2 separate regions of the Macaca fascicularis genome follow, and region 1 is linked to region 2. Evidence: chromatin contacts called from public Hi-C data. All regions are on one chromosome and are shown on one strand. Each heading gives the region's core, a stretch centred on a gene start, on an enhancer-like site or on the middle of the called end of the contact. The rest is flanking DNA. Distances are from core to core; before and after follow the strand shown.

The links. Hi-C and Micro-C count contacts between places; a contact is called where the count stands out from the background.
Region 1: a Hi-C map of skeletal muscle shows a contact between it and region 2, with 4 times the contacts expected there. The contact joins the promoter of COMMD3 here to the promoter of DNAJC1 in region 2. A contact is called at or near these places in 2 of 2 Hi-C or Micro-C datasets (liver and skeletal muscle).

What each region holds. Positions count from the first base shown.
Region 1 is chr9:23,110,804-23,117,845 of T2T-MFA8v1.1, reverse strand. COMMD3 (COMM domain containing 3) reads right to left here and starts at 4,226. Exons shown (of 8, transcript XM_005564786.4): 1 at 4,058-4,226; 2 at 2,596-2,707; 3 at 2,425-2,488; 4 at 2,297-2,331; 5 at 1,894-1,954; 6 at 1,747-1,803; 7 at 1,578-1,637; 8 at 291-660. The coding sequence starts at 4,196. The coding sequence ends at 601.
Region 2 is chr9:22,809,434-22,815,752 of T2T-MFA8v1.1, reverse strand. It overlaps DNAJC1 (DnaJ heat shock protein family (Hsp40) member C1), which reads left to right and starts at 4,641. Exons shown (of 13, transcript XM_074001183.1): 1 at 4,641-5,159.

The DNA of each region.
Region 1 (7,042 bases), core at 2,977-5,476, 300 kb before region 2:
GGCTCCGGGCAGGGGCTCCGCGCCGGGCCAGGACCCGGCGGCCGAGGGTCGGGATGTGGGCGAGCCCTCGGGCGCAGGTAACGGGCCGCGCAGCCGCCCGCGCCCGCCCCCGCCCCCAGAGTCCCGAAGCAGGGTTCTGCGACAGACCCGGGGGGATCGCATCCTTTCCTCCTTGTTTAACTTTAATCCTGAGAAAAGGCTATCGTTAAAAGTTCACACTACTCCTATCTAGCTTCACACAAAGTAATAATTAACACACGAATTCAGATCCAAACAAAATATCATCACTCTTTGTGGAAAACAACACCTTATTTATTCAGGGTGTAATACTGTCTACTTCCTTTCAGAAGACTTGAAAAAGATCAAAATAGAATAAATGGACAGTTAGTACTAAACGATTCAATACTTGGGCAGTATCTTTCCCTCTTAACCTTTTCACACGTGTTTTTTAAAGTGTCAAAATTGATGAATGGTATAAATTCAAAAGGAAAATTCTTTTCTACTGAAAAGAACATCCAGCTCGCACAAACGGTGGTTCAGCTCAAGGCAAGGCGTTTCTGGTTTTCCTCTGCACTCGGGCGGATCGTTAACTTCCCCAAGTTACAACTGAGTTGCTCTTTCCAGGCTTTTCGAAGCATCTTTAAGTTTCCCCACCAAGTCCTAAAAGACGTGTATACAATACCACGTTTTTAGGATAAAACATGGAAAGAAGTATCCAAGTTCAAGAAAGATGCAAGAAAAAAAGTCAGGACACATCTTCCAAACAAGTTTAAAATTCAACAAGATTTTAACCTTTGACAAACTACTATCGGTCAAAAAGAAGCGTTTCCTCAGAAATATCTCATGTTCAAATCGGTTATTTGCCCTCACACTGAAACATGATTTCTAACCGAATCCTTAACCGCCCAGGTACATCTGAATTTTCTCAAGTTATCTAACAAAGGTTGTGCTGTATATACATTTTCTGAAAGTTTAAAGTTTGATTCACAGTTACATTAAAACGGCTCTGCAGAAGATGCCTTTGAAAAATTCAATTTCACTTAAATTTCCAGTAATGATCTTCATTTTTTAAGAGCTATGAAATAAATTCGTTGCCATATCCACTAATCAATGTAGTTTTGAATTTCCCCAGTCTTAAATGGGCAATAAAAACAGTTTTAGAATGTTATGTATACTTCCCCCTTTATAAAAAGTCATTAAAACCACGGTTTCAAAATCCAATTTTGACAGTTTAATTCAATTTCTGAAAGCAAAGACATTTTCAAAGCCATGTCTTAATTTTGCTTTATCTTATTGGACCAAACTCATCATGAAGAAATTTACACTAACACTACAGAAGTTTATTTTAACCAGCAAAAACAGCAAATACAGACCAATTCTCTATTAATAACATCTTAATTTCAACAGTGAAGCCTATGTTAAAATACTACTTTTGATGCCCCTTTCCCATTAAATCCTTAACCAATCTTCATTATCTGCTGACAGATGGTTAATTTTATTTTGAACTGTCCAAGAGTATAACTCTCAAGTAAACATTTATAAAAAGACAGGCATATTTATAGATCCTAATACTGTACCTGTAATTGTTCCATGCTGCAACTAAAACTAATCTCTGGGTAGGATGGGGAATCAGTGTTCTAGGGCAGGGAAAAAAAACACGCAACAAAAAACGCTGTTTATTTAAATCAATGAAATTGTAAATTTCATTACACATTTCATTATTGGGTAAGACTTATCTATAAATACCTGTATACTTAAGGTCACCAAATATGCAGGTCTGTGCATCTTATGAAGTTGATTGGTCTAAAATAACACAACAAACACGTAACAGCCTTTAACTCTGTGTTTTAAGAAGTTCCCTGATCCGCCCTAGAGAAGTTGGTTAAACTTTACCTTTATCTGATATTCCAAGCGCCAAGAAACATCCGTTATATGAGGGAGAGATCTACCTATGCTGAAAGATGCAATGATAATTTTGTACATAGTCTCTACAGAAGAACTTTTCAGTTATTTACTAAGAATGGCTCTACTTTCCACCCCCAACTCCATTTTAATCCATTCTCAATTTAAACCATTGTTAAACTTTACTTTTAAATTCTGAATGGTAAAAAAGCATTTGAAAATCATCTCAATAAACTTTATCTTTAAAAACATTAGCTTAACTTCAATTGTTTGACGTGCCCTTTGGCTCTTTTTCTTTGGGTCAAGATCCCGAAGATCTTGTTTCACACCAACACTCTCCATTCATACCTGCAAGTGAAAAGTGCCTCAGCTTGACACCTTACACAGTACCTACCTTCCCAGTAGGATTTCTAGGGAATTCTTATTATTCTGGAGAGGAAAAAGAAAGAGAGAAAAAAAACAGATCTTTACAAATAGAGTAAAAGAAAAATAGTCACTGTTAATTAAAAATTTTAAAGTAACCTGATATTCCGTGCAAAACAGTTCTATTCGCTCTCTGTCAAATTTACAGTCTTCTAGATAAGTGCTAGAAGAAAAGAAAAAAGCCAAAGTTCTGTCTCCATTTTTAAAACTGAAATTGAAATCATAAAGGTAGCATTTGAAAATAAATGGATATTTAAATAAATCCTGTACCTTAGAGTTGACTTGTCAGCTCGGTGCTTTCCTGCCTCTAGTATGTAAGTTGCAGCTGCTGCATGACAATGTTTTAAAACCACTGGGTCGATATGTTTCAAGTCTGGATGATCTAAAATAAATTAACTTCCAGTGATGCCTATGATAATAAATTCTTTATAGTCATGTTCCTAAAAAGAATATTTTAATTTGGGTTTAAAAACCCTTTAACAAGATAAAAAAAATTCAACTATAAGGACAGTCATAATTATAAGTAAATGAGATGAGCAACAAGGTCAAGTGAAAAACAATAAAAAAAACACATCAAGAACTCTACTATTACTGGTTTCAATTAACTTACTTTGCCTTAATATTTTTACTATTAAAAATATTATAGCCCCCAAAGAAAATATTACAATGCAATGGTCATTCTAACACTGGGGTAAATTCAAAGGAAAAACAAGATAAATATTTTACGTGGTGTCAATTTTAGAATAAACTTCCGTCCTAAAAATGACGAGCTTAGGGTAACTGGCTCCATGAACAACACATCAAGGGGGTAGAAGGTAAGGCATGAGTTCAGAATATAAAATACAAATTTCAAAATTATAGTAGTACTTTCAGGGTTTGACAGTTATCCTTTTTTTTTTTTTTTTTTTTTTTTGAGATTAACCCAGGTGGTGGTTACTATTTTCGTTTAAAGAACTTCCACTTTCATACTTTTTGTACAAGTGTTTAGTTCATGAAACTACAGAAAAAAAACAAAAATTTGAATTGTTGGGATATTTATATTTAAGAAAATCATCTAAAAGCGATCTGTCTTAAAATATGTCTTCAATCCAGACTGACACTGCACCTCCGCAGTCACTGACCAGATCGCTTAAAAGACACTCGCATCCTGGTAACTGGGGCGGAACAAAGTATTGTGCATCATAGTTTAAGGTTCTAGGTGTAGAACCTGAGTAAAACATGCTGAACTAGAGCGCTGGAGTGATCACAGCAACTTGAGGTATGCTCTAAGTTGGCAAATGTCAACACTATCTGACCTAGTAATTACTTTGGAAACAGACCCTTTAAAACCTTTGCTAGCCTAGCCCTGGAAGCTTGAATTGCAGGGAGCTCCCCAGATGAAGTCCAACTGTCAAAACAGCCGCAGCCTCAGACAAGGCTAAACACCTTAGATGTTTAGGCCACAAACAAGATTTGAACACGGGCTTTACAAAAGAACAAAGAGACTGGGAGGGAAACCGGGCCAGGAACGTGGAGCTGGCTCTATGCAGGTGCCAAGCGGGGCCAAAACAATGCTCAGGGTCTGCTCCGAGTCCTAGCAGAGCCACGTCCCCAACACTCCGTCCGGAGCGAAGGGCAAAGCCCGGAGACTTCCTCTTCCCGGGGCTTTCCCCTTCTCGCTCCGCCGGCTCCTCTTCTTCGAGCGCCCCTCCACCCCGGCGGATCCAGCTCCGAGCCGAGCCGAGCGGCTTACCTAACACGGCCTCGTCCGCCTGGGCGTCCAGCAGGCTCTGGAAAGCCGCCCGGAGGAGAAGCGTGAAGGCGTTGGAGTCGAAGGAGCCGGGATCCGCCAGCATCTGGAAGCCTTTCTGCACAGACTCGGAGAGCTCCATTGTGAGCGCGCCGTGACCTTCGACACGCACACCACGTGACACGCGCCGCGCGCTCAGCTGATGCGGCCGCGCGCGCACGCGGCTCGGGGCGGCTGGCGGCGGCGCGGGCTGCGGGGCGTCCCCGCCCGCCTCCGCGTCCGCGCGCAAGTCCCGCGCCCCCAGCAGCCGCCTGCCGCCTCCCACCGTTTCGGTCCAGCCTTTCCTTGTCCAGCGCAGGCCGCGGGATCTGCCGAGCCTTGGCGAGAAGGGCGGCCTCGGGCGCTTTGTGGACGCGCTGGGCGCTTTCTCCTTGGCTCAGCGCTTACCTCGGACGGTCACCAGCTCGGTTCCCTGAGAGATCCCGGGGAGACGGCGGACGGTGTCGGGATCCCGGCCCCCGCCTCCCGCAAACTGCGCCCTCCCCGCTCCTCGCTCTGCGCGAATCCTGCGGGGAGCTCCGATCTCAGGCAACTGGATTTTGTTTGTTTTTGTGGGTTTTTGTTTGTTTTGTTTGTTTTTTAGCTCACCAGCTTAACCTCGCAGCACTGCCCTTTTATGAGACTGTAAGACATCTAATTATGTGATTCTTGCTTATTTTTACTTTTTCTTTGTCATTTCTGGAATACGGCAGTAGAGTCCTTCGTGCATGGGGGGTGTGTACACATGCACACATACATAGAGTTCCTGTATGCACTACACTCCAGCAATCGGATTATGAACAGATTTGACAGGATTATTAACAATTTTATATGCCGCTGCAAATAAATGCCAACTGCCATACACATTTTGTGCTACTCTACTCACTACATCTGTGGGTCCAGTTTTAGTTGCTGTATAGAATCTGCATAAATATGTTTTTATTAAACAGCTACCTTAGTAAAGTACAGTTAGGAATGGCAAGATCTTTATTAGAAGTGAATTACTGTTTAGGATGCTCATACCTTTAAAGATTCGAATACTGTATAAAGTTTAACTTCCTCTCTATTTCTACGAAGTTGGTTTAGAGAACAAGAATGATTCTTTAAAAAACCCGTGAAGCAAAGTAGTTAGGCATTTTTAATCAAGAGAACTTGAAAAGTTAAAAAATACAAGTTCTTGAAGGGTGGAGGGAAGGGATGCGGAACAACAAAGATGTTTTAGTCTTCAGGAGCGATTATTTGCTACATTAGACCCAAAGTGAAATATTCTTTTATTTTTCTAACTTAGATGTCTATTTTAAAAATTTTTTGATGGATATAGTCGCCATTTATCTTGGCACCAATACATAAAGAGTACCTCATTTCACAACAGGATGCAAATGGAGTAACAGCATCAGTAACAAATTGAGTAACTCTACTCAGCCCTCCTTTGAAAGCTTTAAAAGGCACGTGCAGTGGCTGTTCACTCGGTGAGAATATAGTAGCAGTGAAGGATTTAAAAGTCTCCCTAGAGTCTTTATGAAACAAACACCTATTAATCATGTTCATCTTTTCTTCCCATCACTCATCTTCTTCCTAATTTGTTTCTCATCAGTAATAAAATGTCAGTTGAAAAACTTCATGATATCTGATTACATAGAGAATAAATAGGACAGAGTTGTGTAAATGTTCAACAATATTAACATCCAAGCTTATTACGTTTATTACACATGTATTTATGACCTAGTGTAACACTGATTATTAATACTAATAGATTTGAGTTGATAACTCTTAATACTCAATTTTAGTGTCAAAAAACAGTATTAATCATGGGGATAGATTTTAAAATATTATTTTAAAAGAGAAAAATAAACACAAGTGGTTGTGAATTTGTGGGCATAAAAGTTAGGAAATTCACAAGTATTGTTTCCATAATAGCTGTCATGTTACTCTGTTGCCCATGTATGAGTACTTTCTCTTAGGATGTTTTGTCCTCTTAGGCCTAAGTATATTCATGTGTTAGGCCTAAATGATGGGCACATTTTAAGCTCGCACAAAAATTTTCACCATAGTGTGTTCTAATGCTAGAAAAACTGAATTTTCCTACTACAGTTATATTTATTTAAACTTCCTTTGAAGGAGGCACAGGATTGAGTGTTTCAAACATGTGTGTCTTTGACAAGCCATTGAAATACATGGAAGTATGATTATCAAAAGGCATGACTACCCAGATGTAGACTCTCTTGGTTGCAGCCATAAAAATCAATGCGTTTTATATTAGAAAAACTACATATGAATATATTCTGAAAGTATGAAAAATACTGTTTAAAATTTTGCTTTACTCACTGAAAACAGCATTGGAACTTTGACTAAACTGCAGGCTCAAAGCCAGTAAACTAACTTTGGCCCCAAAAAGTTCTTTAAAAGAACAATTATGTGCAACTGAAAATAAGAAAATACAGATGTAGCCATCTTCACATGAATAATATATCTTGCCTTCTAAACTGCAAATATTAGGTAGACAATGCTGATAAATTTATTTTTCTTTTTGAGAATCTAGAAATCATTTGAAGAACTAGAAGTTACCCTTTTAAACAATGTTTTAAAGTTTCAAGTACATTGTATCCTTTGAACTGGTTAATTTTTTTTAGAAACAAACTTAATATTGGCCCCTTTATTGTGATTACAATTAAATAAGCTAGGGCTTTTGCAGGATCTATGTGGTCAGCTTTTCCCACAGGCCTCATTGCTGCATTTGTTAGTGTTATGAATTTAAATATTTTCTTTTTTAGATTGTATAAGTACTTTTGCTCTTGTGCAAAGAACGCTGAAGGAAGATACTCCTTTAGATTGAAGAGTTCATGGAACTCCATGGGGAGAAAAAAAATTTTAATAAGTTTAAGTGCCATTGAGACAAAGACTAGTTTTAACTGGCTTATATATTTATTATATATTCTAGTGGAGATCTGT
Region 2 (6,319 bases), core at 3,392-5,891:
ATTGTAGTTTTGATTTGCATTTCCCTGATGACTACAGATGTTGAGCATCTTTTCATGTGATTATTGGTCATTTCCATATTTTTGAAGAAATGTCTATTCAACTCGTTTGCCCATTAACAAATAAAGGGGAGTTGTTTTAGTTGTTGAGTTGTAAGAATCTTTTACAAATTCTGGATCTAAGTCCCTTATGAAGTATGTGATTTACAAATATTGTCTCCTATTCTCTTGTCTTTTTACTTTGCTGATAATATTATTTGCAGCATAAAAGCTTTTAATTTCTATGCAGTCCAATTTATTTTTTTTCTTTTGTCATTTATGTTTCTATATGTATAATGAACCATTGGCTAACCCAAGGTCACTAAGATTTACTCCTGTTTTTTTCTTACAAGAGTTTGGTAGCATTAACTCATACATTTAGGTCTAGGATTCATTTTGAGTTATTTTTTTCATCTGTGGTTTTACGTCTTTCATTACTTTTGTAAATTCTTGGCTATTACATCTTCAAATATTGCTTCTGCCTCATTCTCTCTCTCCTCTTTTTCTAGGACTCCAGTACACCACTGTGCACATGCCTATTAAGCTCTGTTCTATTCTTTCCATTTGTTTTTCTCTCTGTACTTGAGTTTAGGTATTTTTTTCTTGCCCAGTCTCCAAATTCACTAACCCTCTGTTCTGCTGTGTCCAGGTTGCTATTAAACCGATCCATTGAAATATTCCTTTCAGAAATTACATTTTTCAGTTCAATATTTTCCATTGATTCTTTTTTATGTATTTCAATACTTTTAAAATTCTGCACATTTTAATCCATCTTGTTCATGTTTTCTTCTATTTTATAATCTATGGCTTTATTTAATAATAGTTATTTTAAAGTTCTTATCTAAACTTCAATATCTGGCTTATCTGTGGATCTTCTATTATTTATTTTTTTTCTTGATTATTGGTCAAATTTTCCTGCTCTTCTCACACCTCATAATTTTTTTTTTTTTTTTTTTTTACAAATGTTAGACTTTTATATTAAAGATCTATAGACAATATAGATGATGTTATTCTCTTCTAGGGGTAAACACAAACAAATAGGGTGATGTTCTGATTGCCTCTGTCTAATCAAGGATGAGCTGGGTTGGGATTGGGGTGCGGTTTCAGAACAACAGGCCACTTGTGGTTTTTCTCTATTCTTCATGTGTGATCCCTCTGGGATTTTGATCAAGAGCCTGGACGGCTCCTGCCTCCTCTGCTCTGGAGATTCAGTCCTGCCTTTGAGAGGTTTTAAACTTAGATCTTTAGCCTCCTTCTCATACAACTTCAAAAATAGTGTAAATGTCTTGAAGCAGGAGAGTGCTTGTGTATTTGAGGCAGGCTCCTTCTAAGCAGAATTAGCTTTCTATGCCCTAGAACATGGGATAATTTTACTCTGCCTATCACGCTCAGCTGCTTAGCCTCCTGCACCACCCCAGAACTCAGCAAATGTCCTGTGGGAAAACTGGCTGTATGTTTGGGGCTCCTCTATATTTCCAATCCATTACACAACTCACATAATGGTTAAACATCTCACTTGTTTCTCTTTTTCTGTGTAAACTCACTCTGCCCAGGCCAAGCTGGATGAGTCTATGCTCAGAATTAGTACATGTCACCAGGGAAGAAAACAGTGGATATTGTCACTCACTTAGTTCAGACCTCAGCAAAAGATTTATTTAATTGCACTGTAATTTTTGGGACAATGACTGAATAGGTAAAGAGGCCAGGCTAGAAGTCTAAATATGAATATCACTGTGGTCTTTGCAGGAACCTGGACAAGCAAGAAGATCATCTCAGGGTGGACAAGTGTCATTGGAGCTGGGCAGTAATGCCTTATGTCCATGAGAAGTATTATTAATAGACTCCAATTCTGTTTCAGCTTGGCCTTAGAAAGAAGCAAGAAGATCATCTCAGGGTGGACAAGTGTCATTGGAGCTGGGCAGTAATACCTTATGTCCATGAGAAGTATTATTAATAGACTCCAATTCTGTTTCAGCTTGGCCTTGGAAAGAGGATGGGCTCTCTTTAGATGCAGTAAGTCTCCGAGGTTCTCAGACAACATAAAGGTAAAACTCAAGAGGGAAATACTAGACGGCCTGCTAAAAGATCAGGGTAAGAATCCTAGATTTGTGGCAACATGGCACCAGTTTCAAATGTTTTATTGCACTTAATCTAATGATCAAATTAGGAGAAAAGATGAATGTTACAATAATATGTAAAAGTAATGCTTAAGATAATTAATTTCATCTTACTTTGATGTTTTACTCATTGAATAAACAGTAACCTAATTTAGGGACTTGGTAAAGATGACATTCACTTTAAGAAAACTGATATAACCAAAAATAAACTTGGCTGGGGGTGGTGGCTCATGCCTGTAATCCCAGCACTTTGGGAGGCCGAGGCAGGTGGATCACATCATGTGAGGTCAGGAGTTTGAGACTAGTCTGGCCAACATGGTAAAATCCTATCTCTACTAAAAATACAAACAATTAGCCAGGCATGGTGGCAGGAGTCTGTAATCCCAGCTACTCGGGAGGCTGAGGCAGGAGAATCCCTTGAACGTGGGAGGCAGAGATTGCAGTGAGCCGAGATGGCGTCATTGCCTGGGCAACAAGAGTGAAACTCCGTCTCTAAATAAATAAACTAAAAATCTGTGGTAGGGGGAATGGTGGTAGGGAGGTAGTCACAGGATTCAATTCAACTAATTAAGTGCTCTCATGTGCTATGCACTGTGCTAAGCACTGGGGAATACCCAGAAAAGGCAATGCTGCTTGCTGTGGACTTAATGTTTTGATCCTTCCAAAATTCATGTGTTGAAGTTCTAATCGCCAGTGTGATGATATTTGGAGGCTGAGCCTTTGGGAGATAATTAGGTTTAGATGAGCTTATGGAGCTGAAGCCCCCATAATGAGATTAGTGCACTTATAAGAAGAGACATGAGAATTTTTTTTTTTTTTTGAGACAGAGTCTCACTCTGTCACTGAGGCTAGAGTGCAGTGGTGTGAGATCCCTACTCACTGCAACATCTGCCTCCCGGTTTCAAGCGATTCTCCTGCCTCAGCCTCCCGAGTAGCTGGGACTACAGGCGTGAGCTACCCCCGGGTACTTTTTGTATTTTTAGTAGAGATGGGGTTTCATCATATTGATAAGGCTGGTCTCAAACTCCTGGCCTCAAGTGATCCGCCTGCCTCGGCCTCTCAAAGTTCTGGGATTACAGGTGTGAGCCACCAGGCCTGGCGGAGAACTCTTATTTATCTATCCATCCATCCATCACCCCTTCTTCCCTGGCCACCTGAGGATACCCCAAGAAGACAGCCATCTGCAAACCAGGAAGAAGGCTTCATCAGCACCCAACCATGCTGGCACCCTGACCCTGGACTTCTCAACCTCCAAAACTGTGAGAAATAAGTATCTGTTGTTTAAGTCACCCAGTCTAAAGTATTTTGTTATAGCAGCCCTCATGATAGATTAAAATGTGAGTAATTCAAGCATACCTATTATTTTTAAGCAAGATATACTTGCATTCATTTATGAATTCATTCAAAAATATTTCTAAAACTCCATACCAAGATTTGCATTTATTGATTTTATTTAAAAATATTTTTAACACTCCATACTAGGATTTTCTCAGTAAGATTTGCTTCCTAGTGTTTTTCTAACCTTTATCCAACATAGTATATTCTGACTATGAGAGGGAAGTAGCTTTATCATTACGCTATGGAGCTTGATTTAACTAACTAGATCCAAGATGGAAAGAGCATGAGGTCAAACTTTCAAAATTGAGCTAACTTTCTGAGTTTTAGTAGCATTTTTTGCTCCCTTCTTCCTCAACAAGAGTGGAGAGTTCAGGGAAGAGAAATGTGAGAAAGCCAAAAGGAAAATAAAGTTCACACAAGAGAATCGTGGTGGAGAAAATAACTTGAAAAGAGATTGAACAGAAGCAATGCAAGACTAGGAAGTGAGGCATTGTTACGGAAGAGAGAGAAGGTTTTTAGCCTGTCTTTTAAAACGGAAACATCTCAACTGAGGTCTATTTTCAAAAGAACCCCAACTGGAGGTGGGCTAAGATGGATAAACTCCATTCCTCCTCCAACTATGATTGAGTCACCATTATTAACTATTAATTCTACCAGGCCATTTTGTGGTATTATACCTGTAAATCTTAATTCATAATTGTTTTGGTTTGAATTCCTTTTCTGCTCTACCTGTCTCTACTTACTAGATTTGCCCCTTTTAGAACCTGGTTCAACTTGTCCTGTCTTCTTTGCTGAAGGACTAATTAAATGCACGGAAGCCATAATCAATTAATCAGGCTTCAAATATGCTTTTAGTGTTCGATAGCTGGGGGAGGGGAAGACAGTAGCTATTTCGGGGGAAGTCCACGAGGGGCGTTCCAGGTAGACACGTGATGGCTATAACCTTCCCTGTCTCTCAGCCCGTTTTGGCGTAGATTCAGCTCCTCGACACGCCCAACCGATTGAAAGGCATTTCACCTAGGCCCAGATCGGGGCGCCAGGCGTCCAGGCTTCCGGCCACGCCCCCTTCCCCGCGGTTGCTAGGAGACGTGATGTCACCGGAAGCGAGGCCTGGGATAGGCTGAGGCAAAGGGAAGCCTCTCCCCCTGTGCAGCCCAGGCGCCGGGCGCTGGCTCTCCAGCTGTGTGTAGGCCTGGGGGCCAGGGTCCGCGGAACGTAGCGCCGACTGCGGCGCCGCCCGCCCGCCCAGCCGCTGGTCCGGCCGCGGGCTCCCGCCACCACCGCGCTCAGTCTGGGACCAGCCGCCTGGCGGGCCGTTCCGGTGCGCCTGCCCGCGCTTTTCACTGACGGGCACTGTTTCCCACAGCCAGTGCCGCCCGCCACGTCCCAGCTCTCGGCCAACGGAGGTGCGCGGCGGGTGACCTTTCCGAGCCCAGTGCGATGACGGCTCTGTGCTCCTGGCCGGCACAGCTTCCTGGGCGCCGCCAGCTCGGGCTAATGCCTTTCCCGCCGCCGCAGCCGCGGACGCCGCTGCTGTGGCCGCTGCTGCTGCTGCTGCTGCTGGCCGCCGTGGCGCCGGCGCGCGGCTGGGAGAGCGGAGACCTGGAGTTGTTTGACTTGGTGGAGGAGGTGCAGCTCAACTTCTACCAGTTCCTCGGAGTGCAGCAGGTAAGCAAGGAGGCGCGCGGGGCCGGGCGGAGAGGGGCCGGGGCAGGCGGCAGGCGACCCCGGTTCCTCAGAGAGTCGGACACGGAGGGCAGGGCTCGGTCACCCCGGGCTCTGGCTGCCCTCAGCCCGGGCCACCGGGGTCCTCAGCCTCGGAAGGACGTGTCCGTCTTCCCCAGATCCTTACTCCTGCTTCAACTTTTCTAGTCCCAGCCCCAGTGACGGGCTGGACGACGCCACTTGCCTGGGGTGGCAATGCCATCTCTCTGGTCCGGCGTTCTGGGGAAGAGCCTTCCCCCTCCAGCTGTGCTGGAGGAAGAAGGAAGAGTGGTGTGGGTAGACTTTTTTTGTTTTTAATTTAACACCTACCGTTTGCCTTCCTGTCCCCCTGAATGTGAGAAAGAGCAGCCGCTTCTCTAAACTGTCATCTTCCACCGAGACTTACCCTCATTCTTATTCTTATTTCAGCTGCCTCCCCTCCTCTTCCCTTCTGGGAAAGTAGGAATGCACTGTGACCAGTGTCTGTGTTGCAGAAGTTTTTCTTACCTCGTACTTGGACATCGTTTTTAGCCTGTTAGATAGATGTTTCTTTCGCAGTTTAGAAATCTGGAGGAATTTGAAGCCTCTACCAGGTTGGAGGTGTTAAGTTTTTTGGGCAGCAGAGGACTTGGAGTGCGATTGGAAGAGAAGCCCCCAACCAGTAATGTAGGAATGGTTTTTTTTTTCCCCCTTTTCCTTTTGTTTCATTTTGTTTTCTTTTTTAGCTTGAGACATTAACTTCTAAAACCCTTCTGTTGCTTTTTAGTTCTACCATTGAGGGTGGTTGAGTGAGGGTAGATATCCAGTCTCTACCTGAAGTCTCGCGCAAAGGAGAAGATAACATTTCGCTGATTTCAGGCTTACAGGGTGAAAAATGTATATTTCACACTTATCTGATTGAGCCCTTCGTACAATGCTTTGAATAGTTATGGGAGTAAAAAATTAATGTTTACAATAGTTGTCATTCAAGGCACACTTCACATAACTAGATATGAAATGCACATCCCCCTCCCCCATAGGTTATCATAAATGTGGGTGAACTATTCAACATTTACTGAATTTTAATTTTCAAACATTGCATTTTCATTCCATCACTGAATATAAACTTACTAGGCTGCCAGGGT